Linked DNA regions of Sus scrofa: region 1 is linked to region 2. A link is a contact called in public HiChIP or PLAC-seq data. All regions are on one chromosome and are shown on one strand. Each heading gives the region's core, a stretch centred on a gene start, on an enhancer-like site or on the middle of the called end of the contact. The rest is flanking DNA. Distances are from core to core; before and after follow the strand shown. Region 1 overlaps PCGF6 (polycomb group RING finger protein 6). Region 2 overlaps BORCS7 (BLOC-1 related complex subunit 7).

The links. HiChIP or PLAC-seq counts read pairs in DNA pulled down with a chosen protein or histone mark.
Region 1: an H3K27ac HiChIP or PLAC-seq map of skeletal muscle shows a contact between it and region 2, with 3 times the contacts expected there. The contact joins two enhancer-like sites. A contact is called at or near these places in 1 of 47 Hi-C or Micro-C datasets (omental adipose tissue) and 2 of 2 datasets of contacts at active chromatin or transcription factors (alveolar macrophages and skeletal muscle).

Annotation. Positions count from the first base shown.
Region 1 is chr14:114,185,385-114,188,269 of Sscrofa11.1, reverse strand. All of the region lies in intron 10 of PCGF6 (polycomb group RING finger protein 6), which reads left to right. Among named protein-coding and RNA genes, the nearest start is that of NT5C2, 19 kb to the right of the region's middle. Within about 2 kb of position 1,374, at least 16 of the 83 cell types and tissues checked have an H3K27ac peak or open chromatin away from gene starts, as enhancers often do. A contact at or near this core is called in skeletal muscle, where this site is marked.
Region 2 is chr14:113,837,871-113,841,095 of Sscrofa11.1, reverse strand. BORCS7 (BLOC-1 related complex subunit 7) reads right to left here. Exons shown (of 5, transcript NM_001244615.1): 2 at 856-918; 3 at 702-745. Among named protein-coding and RNA genes, the nearest start is that of AS3MT, 4.6 kb to the left of the region's middle. Within about 2 kb of position 1,590, at least 23 of the 83 cell types and tissues checked have an H3K27ac peak or open chromatin away from gene starts, as enhancers often do. A contact at or near this core is called in skeletal muscle, where this site is marked.

The sequences.
Region 1 (2,885 bases), core at 125-2,624, 350 kb before region 2:
AGTATATTTTGGTGCACAAACATTTTTAATTTTGATGTAATCCACTTTATATTTTCTTTGTTGCCTGTGCTTTTGATATCGTATTCGCCAATAATTTTTTTTTTTTTGTCTTTTGTCTTTTTAGGGCCGCACCCACAGCACATGGAGGTTCCCAGGCTAGGGGTCCAATCAGAGCTATTGCTGCTGGCCTATGCCACAGACACAGCAATGCCAGATCCCAGCTGTGTCTGTGACCCACACCACAGCCCACGGCAAAACCGGATCCTCAACCCACTGAGTGAGGCCAGGGATCGAACCTGAAACCTCATGGTTCCCAGTTGGATTTGTTTTCCACTGCGCCACGACAGGAACTCCTCACCAACAATTTTTAAATACATAAATGTATATCCTTCCACTGTCTGTTTATCATCCTGCCATGGTTTCCCTCTTTCAGACTCCTTCATGATCTAGTCTTTGTACTTCTTCCGTCTTACCTCTTGGTGAGAGCTTCACCCAAATTGTACTTATCAAGTCATTATGAATTACTGCATAGCTCTGAGCAGTCACCATTCTTTACACTGGCTAGCCCACTTCCTCTCCCTCCTCTCTTTTCACTAAACTACCTTTCATTCACATTTTAAGGCTTCTTCAGGAGTTCCATGGTAGCTCAGTGGGTAAAAGATCCAGCATTGTCACTGCAGCAACTCAGGTCATTTTTGCGGCTTGAGTTTGATCCCTGGCCCTGGGAACCTCCACATACTAAGGGAATTGGCCAAAATAATAATAATTATAGTAGTAGTAGTAGTAATAATACCTCTGTAAGTACCTCCTCCTCCAGGAAGACTTCTTTGACTTTTCCAGCGTTACAAGTCTTCCTTGTCCTTCCGTTGTTTACTTTTACTATAACACATATCAGACTGCTTTAAGTGTTGACTCATTTATGTATGTCCTATTCCTCCAGGTAGGCTGTAAATTCCTTAAGGGCAAGGGCCCTATCCCTATCTTGTCATCCGCATGCTGCTCAAACTGAGTCGAACAATTAAACTGGGATCTCTGCCACTGTGCAGTTGTTTTGACCTTCAGAAGACTAGTTAAACTCCGTGGGCCTCAGTTTTCTCATAACCTTAACTGTGGTGACTTATTGAGATTATATTTGTAAAGTGCTTGGTGCTTGCTCTGGCCCAGAGTAAATGGTCAACAGAAATGAGCTGTTATTCTCAGCAACATGTTGACCGGATAGCTCAAACGCTTAATCAGGTGTATGACTTCAGACAAAATTCTTCAGTTCCCAAGGCCTCAGTTTTTCCTTCTGTAAAGCGAGATGTTCCTGGAGCCTTGGTAGCAGCTGTTCCCAAATGAGGCTACTCATTGCAATCATCTGGGGAGCTTTAAAAATACTGTTGTCTAGGTCCCTCCCCCAAAGGCTCTGATTTAATTGGCGTGCAGTACAGCCAGGCAAGGGTATTTTTCCCTGGTGATTCTAATGTTCAGCCAGAATTGTGAACCACTGATCTAAAGTTTCTTCCAGATATAACATGTGGAGATAACAAGTTGAGCTGCCAGGATTCTTTGGAGGCAGGAGAAGGGACTGCCTCCCAGCATTCCTCTGCTATCACCCTTTGTTAGTGGAGCAGGAAGCGTTATTGAACAGGCTCACTAAGCTGGAATTCCAAGAGTATTTGTAGATTCCTGAGTGTTTAATACTTAGAGAGCTTACTCCATCCCAGAGAGACCTGGGGGACCAGGACTCCGAGAAAGAAGAAACTGGCTTCTCCTTGCCCCACTGCTCTAAGCCAAGGCCTAGGAGTCTACCCTGGAGCCTTGTACTGTGGGGTCCTGGTTGGGCTGGAGGAGAAGGTGGAGGGAAGGATCCCTGGTAGAAACCTAGTTATAACTTGGGGCCTTGACCAGGTTATAAATACACATTCTTCTGGTGCTTTTAAACCAGGATCAGAGCCATTACTTATATGATTCCCAAAACAACTTTGAGAAATACAGAGCAGACATTACTGCCTCCGTTTCATAGAAGAGAAAAACAAGTTTCCGAATTGTTGAAGGCCTCACACTGTGGGTTAGCAGCAGGGCCAGCATGATGGGTCCTGGGGTCTGACTCCGCTTCCTGGCCTCTCACCGTGTCTGGGAAGAAAACACACCCAGCGTGAGATAATAGAAAACATAATAGCGGTCTCTTTCCCTGGTTTCTGGCACAGAAGATCCCAAAATGCTTGTAATTTCCTGGGTAATGGGGCTCTTTGTTCTATTGAGGTGACTCTGGGTGGCTCCTGGATGAGCACCGGAAAGACCAAGCCATGATTAGAAGCTTGGAATTTTTCTTTTTTCTTTTTCTTTGTTTGTCTTTTTAGGGCTGCGCCCGCGGCATATGGAGGTTCCCAGGCTAGGGGTCTAATCGGAGCTATATAGCTACCGGCCTGTACCACAGCCACAGCAACGCCAGATTCGAGCCTGTTTTCGACCTACACCACAGCTCATGGCAATGCTGGATCCTTAACCCACTGAGCAAGGCCAGGGATCAAACCCACAACCTGATGGTTCTTAGTTGTATTCGTTTCCGCTGCACCACGACAGGAACTCCAGAAGCTTGGAATTTTCATCCCTGGCCCCCATTCTCGTAAGAAGGGAGATGGGCTGGAAATGGAGTTATATCAGTCATGCCCAGGTAATGAAACCTCCATAAAAAGTTGGTAGCTCCCAAAAGTTTGGAGCTCAGGGAGCTTCCATCTTGGTGAACATATCCTCGTACCAGGAGGAAGACCCATCCCGACTTCACTGAGACAGAAGCTTCTGGGCTCAGATCCTCTCAGACCTCACCTTTTGTATCTCTTCATCTGGCTGTTCGTCTGTGCCCTTTATCATAACCCTTAATAAACTGGTACATGTAAGACAAG
Region 2 (3,225 bases), core at 341-2,840:
TGGGTGTGTGGAGTCAAAGGGTCACACGCCTGATAAGTACAAACCCCAAAAATGAACATTCAGCATTTTAAAAATCAAGAGTTCGATTCCCAACCCAGATATTTCCAAGAGGTACATAAGTATAGTATCGACGACATAAAATAAAAAGCAAAATGAAATGAGATGAAAAGTTAATTAAATTATAATTTTGTCCAAAACTATAATGGAGAAGGGATCTCTTATCTTTCAAAACCTCCTGGATGATTTATATATAGTTAGAGCTGGGTTACACATGGGAATGTAAGATAAAGGTCAGTTAGACATGATTCCCAGGGAAGGTGCAGACACGCCAGGAAAGACCTCAGGCACAGACAACTGACATGTACTGATTAAAGTGCCTACTGGGTGCCAGGTGCAGTGCATGCGTGTGGTCCTGGCCTGGGCCCCACCCTTGCGGGGTTTACAGTCTCTCCCTCTAAGGAGCTCTCAAATTACTAGAGAGGTTCACAATGGTGGTCCCTGCTCTGATTGCACCCCATACCCCAACTTCTTCTGCAGTCTCAGGCAGCTCTTCCAGAGGGAACACATCCTTGACTGACCCCACCTTTACTCCCAGCCCCTCCCTCCGAGGGAAAACATGCTTAAGACAAAGGTCACAAGAGGCAGCCTGGGCAAGATGACGGAGAAGCAAGTGCAGCAGTCACTGGAGAGGGCATACTCACTGGTATTGAAGATGTGTTGTTATTATGGCCATTTTCCTTAAACTCTGCATAAAAGAAAAAAAAAAAAGAGAGAGAGAGAAATAGAACATTCCACTTCCCTGTAGCCACACAAACGATGCATATAAAACCCACCCCATAACAAATTGTTTCTTACATCCTCTGAGTGCAAGATGGCATCTTCCTGTAGTACCATGTTTCGAGCTGCCTGACCTAACAGCTGGAAGACAAAAATAAAATGGTAATAATCAAAATGTCCCAACTTCCTGTAATCTTCCCTCTGCAGCTGTTATACCACCACCCTCTCTCCTCCCCCCACTCTCCCACCCCATACAAATACAAACCCTCCAAATGTAATGGAGCATAATTTCCCATTTGTTCACACTGAAAATCTATTTCATTGTTACTACGGCAGTTCTGGCATGGGCTCCACCTCTGTTCCAAAGGCCACTGAGAAATCAAGTCTTCCCCAACTGCTGAGCTTATTAATCAAGGGCGAAGAGGAAAAGCCTGTGAAAAGAAACTGGCTCCACAGGCCTAGTGAGAACGTAACACTTGATTCTTTCAAGGCAAATCTGAGATTTGGGGTGGTTTGTGAAGCCTGAGAGGGCAGGAGTTAGGCTAGGATTTTAGGGGGATAGAAGGAATTTAAGCTATTCAGGAATGGAACGAGAGACACAGAGGGAAAAAAAGACCTGGGAAGAAAGATCCCTGGGATTTTAAAGTGGAAAACTGCCAAGTGAAGCTGGGGGCGAGAGAAGGAGAAATGTGGCAGCAGATTTTAAAGAGTTCACTGAGGGCTGGGCCCTGAGGCCGAGGCAGAAGGCTAAGTGAGCTGTTTCCACTGGGTGGCCTGTGGTCAGGAGAGCTGACTCTGCACTGAGTGGCAAGAAGAGATTAACAGAGGTTTCTGGCCTGCTGCGGCACACTGATCTGGACAGACATGAAGTCCGGCCATGTAAGGGAGCCACGGTCACGTGTGCCTACCAACCTTCCCTGTCCCCTTGCATGAGAGAGGTTCCCGTAAAAGGAAGACGGATGACTTCAAATTAACCAGGAACAGGAGCACTTGCTCCAGCCTCCAGATTCCCCTCACAGCAAATTATTTTTCTTTTTCTTTTTAAGTTTAAAAATTAAACTTTACAAGGAGTTCCCTTGTAGCACAGTGGGTTAAGTAGCCAGTGTTGTCATTGCCACAGCCTGGGTCACTGCTGTGGCACAGGTTCAAACCCTGGCTAAGGACTTTCTGCCTGCCGCAGGCGTGGCCAAAAAAACAAACAAAAACAAACCAACTTTATGAGCTTCTAAAGGCAAAACAAGAAAAGAAGACCTTCCGCCCAACCTCTTCCCCTCCCCAGTATCTCTCCCCCAGATATAAGTATTTTTTATTAGTTTTTGGTTTATCTTTCCATTGTTCCTTTATAAAACAATGGACATATGAATATGTTCTGCCCTCCTTACTTTTTTTTTTTTTTTTTTTTGTCTTTTTGCTATTTCTTGGGCCGCCCCTGCGGCATATGGAGGTTCCCAGGCTAGGGGTCGAATCGGAGCCATAGCCACCAGCCTGCGCCAGAGCCACAGCAATGCGGGATCCAAGCCACGTCTGCAACCTACACCACAGCTCACGGCAATGCCAGATCGTTAACCCACTGAGCAAGGGCAGGGACTGAACCCTCAACCTCATGGTTCCTAGTCAGATTCGTTAACCACTGCGCCACGACGGGAACTCCCCTCCTTACTTTTAATGTCACCTACCGTATGTGCTACTCCAGACTCAGCCGTTTTCACCTGATAATACACACTGAGACGGATCTGCAGCTGTGGATCCTGATTCTCCACCTTGTTGTTTTAGAGCTGCTAAGCCGCCCCAGTATTCAGCTGGTCTTCCGCTACCACTAAAGACTTGGGGCTGTTTCCAGTCTTTTGCTTAAGTAGTGCTACAAAAAAATACCTTATATATCTTTGTATCTTTTTGCCAGCATAACTTTGGAATAGACTCAGAATCTTGATTGTGACCGCTAGATCAAAGGGTTTTAATTTTGCTACCTATTACCAAACTCCTCCCCCACCCTGTTAAGGTTATAACACTTTGCATTCCCGGCACAAGCACGAGGGTATGTGAATTCCTGTTCCCTCCATGGGGAACACTTTTTTTTTTTTTTTTTTGGCTGCGCCCTCAGCAGGGATTGAATTCCCTGGGACTGAACCTGCACCACTGCAGTGATCCAAGTCACAGCAGTGACAAGACTTGTTCCTTAATCAGTAGGCCACCAGGGTACTTCCTTGTGGCCACTTTTAAGTGGCAAACTCCAAACTCCTATAGATGGGGGACGCTGATTGACATTTCTGCCATTGACTGACGGCAGAAAGAAAAGTTTCTAACAGAATCTTCCTCATTCATTCAACAAATATTTATGAAGTGCTTATGAGCCAGTAAGAGACATAGGCCCCGTCCTCACAGGGTTCACAATCTGAGATTACCAAGAGGACAAAGGTACTATAATACCTGTGGTACGTGCTGAAGGAG